2 separate regions of the Solanum lycopersicum genome follow, and region 2 is linked to region 1. A link is a contact called in public HiChIP or PLAC-seq data. All regions are on one chromosome and are shown on one strand. Each heading gives the region's core, a stretch centred on a gene start, on an enhancer-like site or on the middle of the called end of the contact. The rest is flanking DNA. Distances are from core to core; before and after follow the strand shown.

Evidence for each region. HiChIP or PLAC-seq counts read pairs in DNA pulled down with a chosen protein or histone mark.
Region 2: a contact with region 1 is called in an RNA polymerase II HiChIP or PLAC-seq map of leaf, with 2.9 times the contacts expected there. The contact joins the promoter of LOC101253978 here to the promoter of LOC101253669 in region 1. A contact is called at or near these places in 1 of 1 promoter capture datasets (leaf), 3 of 8 Hi-C or Micro-C datasets (all in leaf) and 1 of 1 datasets of contacts at active chromatin or transcription factors (leaf).

The regions. Positions count from the first base shown.
Region 1 is chr3:11,847,535-11,854,104 of SLM_r2.1, forward strand. It overlaps LOC101253669 (probable calcium-binding protein CML41), which reads right to left and starts at 5,123. Exons shown (of 2, transcript XM_004234634.4): 1 at 4,836-5,123; 2 at 4,107-4,715. The coding sequence starts at 5,043. The coding sequence ends at 4,342. IMP2 (myo-inositol monophosphatase 2) reads right to left here and starts at 2,948. Exons shown (of 1, transcript NM_001246914.1): 1 at 1,720-2,948. The coding sequence starts at 2,948. The coding sequence ends at 2,151. It overlaps LOC101253361 (probable arabinosyltransferase ARAD1), which reads left to right. Exons shown (of 4, transcript XM_004234633.5): 2 at 710-1,006; 3 at 1,087-1,182; 4 at 1,458-2,103. The coding sequence ends at 1,874.
Region 2 is chr3:11,977,505-11,984,499 of SLM_r2.1, forward strand. It overlaps LOC101253978 (fatty acid elongase 3-like), which reads left to right and starts at 3,345. Exons shown (of 1, transcript XM_004234635.5): 1 at 3,345-4,629. The coding sequence starts at 3,633. The coding sequence ends at 4,496.

The sequences.
Region 1 (6,570 bases), core at 3,873-6,372:
GTTATTACAAGTCAAAAGCAATAAAAGAAATATAACCTTAAGTTAAGAAATTTTAGGAAGGGGCCTGCAACCATGCACTAGTCCAAAAAAGAACAAAATAACATTTGTTTGGGTTTCTAATTTAAATTCTTAATGTAGCACAACAAGTTTGAATAAGCTTTAAGGGGTATGAAAATGATTTGATTTTTTGAGTGTCTAACTCCAGGTAGAAGTTTGATGAAGTTCGAAGACAGCAGCAGTTGATTAGCCATTTAGGTCTGGACTTACATCTCCTCCATAATTGTATAGGTTTAGACTTTAGAATATATTTATTACTGTAAAGAGAAGTCTACACTCTACAATAACTAGAAGTGTTGTATATAGTATATACTGTTATATATTCAGACTCATTCATTGTTTGTTATGATTTCTTCAAGTCCTATCTGCTAGCTGTTTTACTATTCTATGCTATTTCTACCTGCTTCACCATGTGTTATAACTGGAAATTGGTGATAGTCTGGTAGGTCCTTTCTTGTATTTGTCAATGCAACCGATGTGCTAATATAAATCCTTAATGTAGCATAAACAGTACAAGCTTTGATCGATTTCCTTATTACCTTCAGAGAATTGCTATGTGGATGGTAATAACCATCTTCCTTTCTGCATCTTATTACCTGCATTGACTTAGCTTCTTCTTTTTTTTTGAATTTGACTTAGCTTCTTCTTCCAGGCTGAAATTGTTGACTTCTTACAAAAATCTGAATATTGGAAGAGGTCCGCTGGTCGAGATCATGTGATACCAATGCAACATCCAAATGCTTTCAAACATTACCGGGATAAGGTAAATGCTGCTATCTTCGTCGTAGCAGATTTTGGTCGGCCTTCTCCATCTGTGTCTAATTTGAGGAAAGATGTTGTGGCCCCATATGGACATGTGGTTGCAACTTTTGAAGCTGATGACTTCTCAGACCCATATGATTCTCGCACAACACTCCTTTTCTTCCGGGGGAAGACAAAGAGAAAAGCTGTATGTTTATATAATTTCTAAATAAATCAGTTATATTTTTTTCTAACAAAAATTGTTTCTAAATCTTATTCGTATTGCAGGAAGGGAAAGACCGTAAGCGGCTGGAAAAAATATTAAGTGGTCAAAAGGATGTTGTTTTTGAAGCAAATGGAGTCACCGAGGGAGGTGTAAATGCAGTAAGTAATTTTGTAGTATCTCCTCTTAAATCATGTATAACATCTATCAGATCCCTCTGTGGAATAATGGCTTAAATTATCGACCTTCATTTTTCTTCTTTATTGTCAGCTTTTGCCTTAGTTTAACAGTTGAGTTTTTGTGAATAGTCCACGTAACCTGTTATTTGTTTAATTTACTTGAAGAAAAGTAAAGTCAACTTGAAATTCACCTCCCCTTTTCCTTCTCTTATTGTGTTGTCTTTTCCTTACTGTGATAGTTTATTCTTCTATGTCAGTCTACCAAGGGGATGCGTTCGTCAAAGTTTTGTCTAGATCCAGCAGGGGATACCCCATCATCTTGCCGCCTTTTTGATGCTATAGTTAGTCATTGTGTCCCTATAATTGTGAGTGACAAAATTGAGCTACCTTATGAGGATGAAATAGACTACAACAAGTTCTCTATCTTCTTCTCACGTGAGGATGCAAAGAAAGAAGGCTACATACTTGATCAGCTCAAGAGAATTTCTAAAACAAAATGGCTTGAAATGTGGAGATATCTTAAGAACATTACACATCATTTTGAGTACCAGTACCCTCCGAAGAATGGCGATGCTGTAAGCATGCTATGGAGGCAAGTGAAGCACAAGCTTCCTGCTGTAAAACTTGCTGTACATAGAAACCGGAGGCTTAAAGTGCCAGATTGGTGGAGATAGCTTTTGAAGCTTCAATTAGGTGATACTTGTGAGTGGTGTTTACACACACACTTAATAGTGTTAGAATAGGAATAGGAACAAGAACAATATATAGAATCAAAACTTTTTTACTGGGAGGTTCAGGGATCAATTTCTACTGAATACATTTTTCCTTATTTATTTTTTCCAGTAACAACAAAGATTCCTAAAGTAAATAATCTATGCATAACAATATTCACAGTACAAATAATTATTGCATTCTTCTTCCTATTCCTATTGTGTATGAAAGTATGATTCTCATTCTGATTCATTCAAGGCGTTGATAAAAGCGTCCTTGAGATGAGCGTTTGTAGCAGCTACACGTCGAGCTGTTAGGTCAAATTCGGAACCAGATGGATCAAGAACGAGTCCTCCAGCTTCTATGACTATGAGAGCACCAGCTGCGACATCCCACGGACCACCAAATTCAATTTCATAGAAGAGATCAAGCCTTCCACACGCCACTCCACATAGATTTAATGCACAAGAACCAGACATCCTGAGGGACCTAACCTTGAAAATCACTCTATTAATTCTTCCTGTAGTAGCATCTACAATTGCCTTATCCCTGTTTGTTCCAACCTCTGTAGCAACAAGAGCTTTTACAAGTTGAGACTCTGAAGATACTCTGATGGACTTCCCATTAAGAAAAGCACCTCTCCCATAGATTGCAGTGAAAAGCTCGTCGATGATTGGGTTGTAAACAACACCAACCACTGGTTTCTTTTCAATTGTGAGACCGATAGATACACAAACAAAAGGGAAGCCATGCACAAAGTTAGTAGTTCCATCAAGTGGATCAACTATCCAAGTTGGTTCATCAGTAAGCTCAAAATTTCCAGAAGCAGCAGCAGTTGTTTCTTCACCAATGAACTTATGACTAGGAAAACATTGCTTCAGATGATTAAAAATTAAAACTTCACATGCCTTATCAGTCTCTGTCACTAAATCAACAACTCCTTTGTGCTCAATATGCTTACTCTTGTAGAATCCATGACGAATTATCTCTCCGGCTTTCTTAGCTGCTTCAATTGCAACATCAACAAACTCTTCCATCTTGTTTTAATTTACTATTGAATTGCCTAACAAAAATATTACTATTGAATTGTGTCTTTACATAATTCCTACTTATAGACACTCTAGTATCCTTTTTCAGGTTGGGTTATATATACTAATCCTTTTCAAAGTTGGATTTTATATACTACTGCTTTTTCAAGTAGAATTTTATATACCCTTCTTTTTCTTATTTCTATTCTAACAGGATTTAATTACATGTTTATAACTATGAGAAATTATCTAAATTTTGTTTTTTATTAATAAGAGCACTCAACTTTAAATTTTTATCTTAAAAAATCTATTATTTACATTTATCGATAAAATAATTTTTAAATGACAAATTAAATTATTTTCAAGTCGTATAATCATGGACTCTACTCCGATTTTTTTTCCCCCTCTCTAGCTCTATGCCATCAGTTTGAAAACGTATCGCCCAAATTTCAAACAAATTCGATCGGAAACGACGTCTTGTTCAGAGAAAATGAATTACTCAGATTTTTGCTAACTTTCTTGGCATCTGTATTTTCGTACTTTGTTGTTTCTTATATATGCAGTGGCTGATCCTAATTATTCATGTGGCTAATTGATGCCAAGCATCCTGTGTATTATGGGGTCTAATTTACCGTTCCTTTTCGGTTTCATAGAGTTGAGATTTAAGTTACTTTTGAAATTAATAGATTTTATAACTTTATTTATCTGTGGAGTTCATAATTATAATTATATGACATAAAAAATAATTTAAATTGTCATCTAAAATTTGTTTAAATGGAAAAATGTATATATTTAAGTTGAGTGATTTTATTGATATAAAATAAAATTTAATTACTTTGTTACATAATTTCCTATAGTTTATTGACCTTTTAAGATATTAAGTCGTCATAGTTTTTGATAAGGAACTCTATAATGTGACTTTTGGGTTTGTTTTCAGTTTTAATAACCGCAATTACTGCCTGATGAATTAAGTGAAGAGTCTAATTTGTATAAGAAATTAAACTTTCAGCGAGACATACAAAGAAAGTAAGAAAACTTTAGTTCAAACTACTGTTAAGGAGACTCATATATTTCAAACTCTAGCTATTTATGAAATCTACCCAATAAATTAAATCTTGTTGTTCTATCGCTAGAAAAAGTGCTGCTGATACATCGCACAAGAACAAGAACCACAAAAAGAATAATTCTAATTTATCATCAATAGATGTATCCAAAAATAATATTTTGAAGGATTTAAAACAAAATATGTTACAAAACTACAATCATAAGAAGAACAATTAATTATAGACAAGCCGAGTCCTGAGATTTTCTTTACTTTTTGTTGTCTCAGCCATTCAATATCATGCTCTTATTTATTTTTGTATATATTTGTTCTACTTTCATTTTATTTATTTTTTTCTGATTAAGTCGTCATCATTTGGCGAAATTCATGATAATCAAGTTCCCCATTACCATCAATGTCATATACTTTGATCATAGTAACACATTCGTCGTAAGATTTTGAATCCCCTAAACGACTCAAAACTCTCTGTAAACTTTTAGGTGTAATCCGACCACAACCTTTTTCAACTTCATACATTTCAAATGCTGACTTTAACGATTCATCCTCTTCACTACTTCCTTCTTTTTGCATCAACAACTTCTTAAAATCATCAAAATCTATGAAATTATCACCATCCCTATCGAGTTCATCTACGATTTCTTGAGCATCTTCATGTGACATATGTTCTCCTATGGATCCAAAATAAGCTCTTAGCTCGAAAGCCGATATTTTACCTATTACAAAATTAATGTAAGAAGAGAACAAAACAAAATTAATGTAACAATAGAAAGAAAAAAAAAACTCAAAAATTAAATTTAGATGATATATATTGCAACTACATTAAAAAAAATTACCATCGTTATCGGTGTCAAAATGACGAAATACTTCTCTAAATTCGTCTTCTCTAGATGAATTTCGTCGCGATATATGTGATGATTTTGGAGTTCTTGGTGAACTTTGGCTTGAATTTGAAGACTTTGATCGAAGCCTAGGTAAGATTACTCTAAGGTTTTTATAATGTGAAGAGAAACTAAAAGATTTTGATGATCTAATTAATTCCATGAATAAATGGATATTGATAGTTTATAATTATTAATATGTAGATTCTCAACCCAAAGTGAAGTAGAAGTAATTGGTTTGTTGCTTCCTAGTTGTGACAATATATATAGACCAAAAAGTGCTTAGCTGTATTGAGATTTGAACTACACCACTAAAAGTTGAAAAGTCACTTATGTAATATACTATGAAAGTTCCAACTAATTCCAATTGTACTTTCAAAATGTATAAGTGGGCGTTTGTTTTATTATATAATAATTCAATATGAGTCCTTATCCCCTTTCAGATACATTTCTCCCATTATAAATCATGTTCATAATCATGTATCCGATAATAGAGGATTTATCCGACACAACAACATTATAGAGTCAAATGTATCCGACGACAACGGAGGAGTGTATTCTATGCAACAGAATCAATAAAGGCCAATGTATTCGACATCAAAGGGATGTGTTGGACGCAACAACAAAGTAGAGACAATGTATCCGACAGCAGAGAAATGTATCCGACGCAACATAAACTTAAGTAATGTATCATTGGCAATGTATTGGACAACCATCTAAGAGCAATGAAAAATTAGAAATTTTTGTTATTGAAAAAACTTTTAGGATATATAAGATAATTAGCCCCGTATATATGAGATTTATGTATTTTATACTATAAACAAATTAGCTACTGTTATTAATCCCCGCATAAATTATATAAAAATATGTATTTTCTTTTTGGTGAAGATGGAATCTCGAGTAACAAAACGCGTATTAAAAACATATGGATAAGAGTAACAACAATAAAAATTCTTGAAGCAAATAATTTGCATAAAACTTCATCATATGTATCCACCACATAACAATATTCACCATGCATATAATTCTTGCATTTAATTTATACATGAAAAAACAGCCCCTTGGGCAATAGAGGATATCTGTTAGGACCGCAAAATAAGCAGGTGTATATGCGGAAGTTAGCAAATTCAAACCTCGAAAGACCACAAGTAAGAAGACAACGAGAAATTTACCAAAAGGCACAAAGATTTAATGTGGTTCGGTCAATCGATCTACGTCCACAAAGGAGATGAGCAATCCACTATAAATATGAGAGTACAAAATACAGAGAGAAACAACCTCTACCAATTCATTCACAGTACATGGGAGGTTCACACAAGTGATAACGTATCAAGCTTGTGACTCATAAATTCTCCCCCTAACCAAAACTCTCAAAACCTTTAAGATTACATTGTGAATGTTGATTAAGTTAGAAGAAACATGCCTTTATTTATAGAGTCTTAACCCTTTGTGGTAAGAAATCAAACAAATAAAACCCAACAATATATGGGGGTTCACAAAAATTTAGTAGCCTTGCCTTCGACATCTATCATGGCGTGACAGACAGTATGTACAAGGTTTATATATTTATGTTTTGTAGATATGTTAGAATATCTATTGAATTTCTATAAATATTTAATTGTGAATTTGACAAATAATGTTTGTCCATATAATTTGTCATTATTTGACAAATATTTTTGGCAAATATCCC
Region 2 (6,995 bases), core at 2,095-4,594, 130 kb after region 1:
GATCAAAATTTTCTCCTCAAGAATTCATCAAACTCTATAAACAAGGCATGTAGAACAACCCATTAAGAATTCAAACCATTCAACCTCAAGAACGAAATTGCGGATGGAATTCACATAATTGGCGTGTGGGTGAACAAACTCAATACTATGAAAATTTACATACCTCGAAGGAAAGAAATCCTTGACGAAAATCCTCGAATTCGAAGAACGCTTGAACTTTCTCCCTTTTTATCCTCTTGAACTTCTCTCTGAAATCCTAAACGTGATTGTAAATTATAAAAACTAACCCAAATTAGTTTAGACCCTTAAAACTATTGCTAAAAACGTATAAAGTTGTTGGGGTAAGGAAAAGATCAAAATACCTCTCATTAATTCGGGTAAATTTTCATAATTGGACAGGCTGAACTCAAACAGACATATCTCCCTCATCTGAACTAAGATTTAAGCAAAATTGATGGAGTTGGAAAGAGGATTCAGAGATTTTTCATTTGATATTTTATGGGTCACCTAACTCATCTTGTACGGAAAGTTACGACTGTTTGAAGTTGACCCAAAATTTATAATTTAAGGCTAACTCACAAAATTTTCAATTTAGTTCTTTCCAAATTGGTTATTGCTAAAATTAGTTCTTTCTAAGACCAAGGTGTTACACTTCTACTAGAAAAAATATATATATAACTAAGAAGGGTCGTCTCAACAAGTTTAGGCCTAAAACCAAACTTCATAGAGGCCTTTTTTTTTAGAGTTGTCACATATAAATTGACTAATTATAACATACTCAATATAATTCTACAAGTGAAGTCTCGAGAAAGTAGGAAGTACACAGACCTTGTAAAGTAAGAATGTAAACAATGAAAAAATATCTTATAAGGTTAGAATACTAAAATTTGGCTAATTTTTTTAAAAAGCTTAAAATAATGATAGTGAAATACGTGTGTTGAACTTATAAGTTAATATAATGATATTAAAATAGTATTGATTTGTTATAGTACTTGAAACAAAGAGAATATACTAAAAATAAATTTGATCATTTTATAAATATACAACAATAGATTTTGCATAATGCAAAAAATTTAATCGTTTGATAAGGTTTAGAATATTTAAGAGAGAATAGAAATAAAAAAAGTAATAAAAAGATAAATGTAAGAATAATAATGTGAATTCATGATAATCATCCGTATATGAAAAAGTTAACAAAATAGTTAGTAGTATAAGAAATTAAAGGAGGCAACAATTAACTAAACACTACTATTTTTCAATTATTACAATGACCTCTGCATTAAATAAAGTAAATGGTCATTAACTAATTATTATATTTTCTATACAAAAGATTCTTTTCAAATTGAGCAATACATCATATATATTTCATCCATTACATATTAATTGAACTTTTGAGATATTTCACGATCTTTAAACAAAGTAGATTAAAATATAAGTTGAATATAAAATCAAATAATTATTTGTAAAATAAAAAATACCTCAAAACTTTAATTAAAATATGGAGGGTGTATAAAACCGGGACCTAAAAAATTTGAGGTCAAAATAATTGTTTTAATGATCTTAACTAAGCAAACATAATTACTATGTTTACATAATCTAGTAATATGTTATCATAAACTATAGTCGCATTAAATTACATAACTATAATTAGTCTACAAACATACGTATAGACCTGGGTATAAATACGTAAATTTCCTTCATCAGTTTCAAAGAGAAAATGAACAAATAATTGGCTTCACCAAATTCAAATGAAAATGGAAAATAAGTATATATGGAAGAAATTAGAGCACAATTTTTAAGTCAATACGCGTCATCTTTGGAAACTTCAATGGGTCCCTTTATATTTTAATGTCATTTCAATTTAGGGTATGATTTGTAGAAAATAGGTTTTTTTCTTTTGGAATTATTGATAAGGTCTGAATTTTGCTAAAAAGAGAAGGCAGTCCTCTTAAGCAAAGCTAATTTTGCAAAAAAGTTTTGAACACCATAATATCCTCATATTTTTCATTTTAGGACCAAAAATTAATATGTTGAAATCCGAGTTGCAAGAAGATTGAACTAAAATTAATAACTCAAATAAAAAGCAGTTACTGACTTATCACTAATAGATTAGCCCTATTTGTTATCATTTTTTATTTTATATATATTAAGAAATTAAATAAGTTTATTATTTTATTGTTATTTTATGTTTATAATTTGAGTCTTTTTTAATGGATTAAATCGATATTTCAATAGTAAATTATATTTATATCATTTTTTATATAAAGTCATTGAGTAAAGATTTAGTTTCATACTTTTATTTTTAATTCTCTCAAACTCTCGATAATTCTACAAGGTGTCAATATTTATTTTGAGCAAATATGCAATCTTTCAATTCATATGCATAATTTTTTTTATTTGCAAATACTTTGTTTCTAAGTAATTTTTAGTGTCTTTAAATATCAAATTTAAATAATTAAATCGATAACGATCAACAACCAATAAATTGATATCTCAATGATTTTATAACAATCTAACATATTGAAAAACTCATAATCTATAGTCCAATAACTCAAACTAATAAATTTAAAAATAAAATCAAACCGACTGTTGCACAACCCTTAGTTAAAACCAACCTTTCTAATATATAAAAAATAGGAGTGTGCAATAAATCAAATAAAAAGAAGTGATTTTAGTTTATTACAATTAGGTTGACGATTTTTATTAACTTTTATATATATATATATATATATATATATATATATATATATATATATATATATATATATATATATATATATATATATATATTGAGTTATTTGGTAAATAGATAGCTCATTAAGACCATAACAATTTACCACTTTTATTTGTATATAAATGTTATATAACTCTCAATACCTTAAAAGTTACTATCTTTACTTTTATAGCCTTTGATTGACACTTTGCAGTGACTAAGTTCACAATATCACATTATAAAAAACATTAAAACATAAAATAAAAATCTTATTTCTCTTAAATTTTTGTTATATTTGTATAGTTCATTTTATGTTAGTCATTATTGTTTTATATTTAACGACTGTTTGTAAAATTATATTATTGTCTAATAATTATATATTTCTTTTACAACCATTTTTTATTGATTAAATCAAAAAATCAAACAGCAACGAACCAAAATAATAAACGAAAAATTAATAAAATATATATTAAATATTAATTTAACATATTTAAAAATAATATCTAATTTAACATATTTAAAAATAAATAAATTAAATCGATAATCCAATCGACAACACTTGTAAAAAAAAAAATAACAACTCCATTTATTTTGTATTTAAACCGCCCATTTTCATCATCCCAATAATACCATAATGTTTTTTATGCATAAAAAAATCTCATTTTTATTATTCCTATACATGGTATCCCTGGTTCATATATCATATATAAATAAGGGAGTTTGGTAAAGGAGCAGAGGTACAGAAAGCTCTTGGGTTTTGCTCATTCACCGCTATTCCAATTTTGACCTTCTCCTTTTTTCCCCTTCAATTCAATTTATCCATTAGAACCAAACAATACTGATCTTCGCCGGCGTAATTCCGGCCCCGGCAACGGTCCCGGCAGAGAAGATATTTTGTTGTAAAATCAGCTTCGTCCATATGACTGAAACTACGATGATTCAAACCCTACGTTATTACCTCTCTGAACATCCTTCAATCGTCGGATTCCGATGGACTGATAGCCAATCATGGGGCAACACGTGGGTTTTCCTGTTTATTTCGATATCGGCCTACATTATTTTATCAGTTTTCCTCCATCTCTTCCTCCTCCTGGTGTTCCGTCACCGTCGTCCTCTTCCTCTGGGTCCGATCCCTGCTGTTCACTCTCTTTCCATGGCGTTAATCTCGTTTACTATATTCGCCGGAATCCTCCTCTCCGCTGCGGCAGAGATCCGTGATACCCGTTGGTTCTGGCGGAGGTACAAAACGACAGCGTTTCAATGGCTTCTGTGTTTCCCTATCGGTACTCGTCCATCGGGTCGGGTTTTTTTCTGGTCCTACATCTTCTACCTCTCTCGATTCGTTCACAGTTTGCGTACGTTTTTCACCATCCTCCGTCGTCGTAAACTGTCGTTTTATCAGCTATTCAATCACTCCATTTTAATTTTCATGTCATTTTTATGGCTTGAATTCTCCCAATCATTTCAAGTACTTGGTATAATATTAACCACATCAATTTACTCAGTGGTTTATGGTTACAGATTTTGGACTGCTGTTGGATTACCGAGTAAGTGTTTTCATTTTGTGAATCACTGTCAAATTGTGTTGTTGAGTTGTAATGTAATTTGTCATATTGGAGTACTTTTGCTTCATTTGTTAAGAGGGGGATGTAATGGAATTGGTGCTTGGATTCTCAATTCAGTACTCAATGCTGCTATTCTCTTCTTCTTCCTTAATTACTATGTCAAATTGCATTTGGAGAAGAAGAGAAAAATTGGAGCGGATAAACAAAAGGATAATTGACCTCTAGCTAGTACTAATGCTAATAATATATATGTATATTTCTTAAACATTTTTGTAAATTAATTTGTGTATTTCTCTTGAGGTGGATACATGTTTATTTAGTATAATATATAATATATATTAATTTTCATAATTATTACAACTCATCCACTATTTCAATTTTCTTATATTGTTCCAACAACGATTAAATAAACTTCATTTCTATTTCTATCATCTATGGGCTGTTCTATTTGAACGGATAAGGTGGAGGAACATATTTAATCATAATTTATCCATTTTTTATGGTGTTGTCGGTAGATGAGTTTTTGATTTGTTTAAATCATATGGTACTAAAGTAGTTGATGTTTATGACAGTTTTATATTAATACAACTTAAAAGAATGAAGAGCCAATAAAGGAATTGACTATAAAATATAGTAATTCATGATGACTCAAGAAAAAAAAAGGAGCTTGACTTTGTCATTTTTTTTTGTTTTGTCGTTTGAAATTTCGACTAAATTTGAGTGGCGCTCCACAAGATCTATTCAGAAATGAAGCTTTTAGTATGATTTTTTTCATATTCAATACTAAAACTTGAAAGTAATAAATGAGAGAAACACTTTCACTAGTGTATCACAATCCATATCGATGACGGGTTAACTTGCTAGTTGCTTAGTCATTTTATTGGTGCTCACCAAGAATGTTGACCTAAATAACATGGGCTATGACTTTCTACATTGTTACTCAAAGAATAGGTGGCTGGATTTTGTTCTGAAGGACAAATTATATGTAGATTTGTTTGGGCCAAACGTGTTTTTTTAATAATAGTAAATAATTATTTTTTAAAACTAAGATATTTGATCGAGCTTCTTGAAAAAAAATAGGAAAAAAATTTGAAAGATATTTTAATTTTGGTTAAAACTTTATACCTTTACCTTTAAAATATACTATTAAATAGTGGAAAGAGTAAAATTTTTTTATAAAATTTAATTTTGTGTCAGCCCTTTTGATCTAAGTTTAAATATATTTGAGGTCTTTTTTCAAAAAAATATATAGGACTTTTTGAATACTAACCAAAAAGAAGGTTCATTAGTAGTACTATTTTTGAAGATAGGGGTACCACAAATAAAAGAAAAAAATAGCTAAAAAGAGTCTGCTTCCTTTCCTTTATGATCTCTTTCTTAGAAAAGATATCACTTTTTGAATCATAGCCAAGCACAAATTCTACTTAACACATGGATATAAAATGCATTTTAAATTCATAACTCAAATAGAAAACACTACTCTCTAAAAGTAATTTTTTTTTCTTTTAACAAAAAATTACTCCTCATAAAAAAAATGATTTTCAAAACAAGTAAATATAATTAAAAGTTTGATCTTCTTAGGTTTCTTCTAAGATTGATTTCTTTCCCATTTCTTTTAGGGTTAGTTGCAGAATATAGCGAATCATCATTATTCATTGGCTAGGTGAGTGAAAATCGTTGAATTCTTCTCGTATCTAACTATATATAATAGGAGAGAAACAACAAGAACATACGTATAGCAGTCACAATTAATTTTGAAATTTTAGTATTTAAAAAATAAGTTTGAATATTAAAAAAAACATGTCAGCAATAAAAAAATAACCGATTTTAGATTCTTTAATATTTGATTATAAAATTTGTCTATATATAATAGAAGAGGAAAAAATAACATACGTGTCAGCGCCATAAATAATCTTGAAATTTTAGTATTTAGAAAATCAAATTTAAAAAATAAATATGTTTTTAAATAAAAAACACATGCAAACAATAAAGAAATAATCGATTTTAGATTCTTTAATATTTAATTTAGAACTAAGTAACAATTAAGAAGTTTTAGAAAAAATAGAAATAAATTTTATCCACTATTACACATTGCCAGAAGTTTCAGAAGATACAAAAATAGGGTGTGTGATTCCTTTTTTTAGGGGAAATTATCGCATTTTTTAATTTTAATTATTTTAAAAGTCTTTTATAGAAATATTTAAATTGAGAATTGAGAAATTAATTAGTTTTAAGAAATAATTTTAAAAAATAAATATCTAAAATATAACGTGTAGATATAAACGTTCTTCTTCTTCTTATTCTTCTTATTCTTCTTATTATTATTATTATTATAATTATTATTATTTAAAACATTTCTTTTTTTGGGAAGTTATAACATTTTTAATTTTTACTTATTTTTAATGTCATTTTATAGAATTATTTAAATTTTGAATTGAGAAGTTAATTAGTTTTTTAAAAAATAAATATCTAAAATATAAATTTTGACAATAAAACTTTTTATTGTATTATACTTTTTAAACGGTTCCAAAAAATAGGATGTGTGATTCCCTCTTTTGTGGGAAATTATAACATTTTTAATTTTTAATTCTTTTCAAAGTCTTTTATGTTACAAAGTAATATAATGTGGTTGTATAATATACCAAGATATTACTACATAACCACCTTCGTTACGAAGGTAATTATAATCTCTAACTTTATAATCATTATTCTTGTAA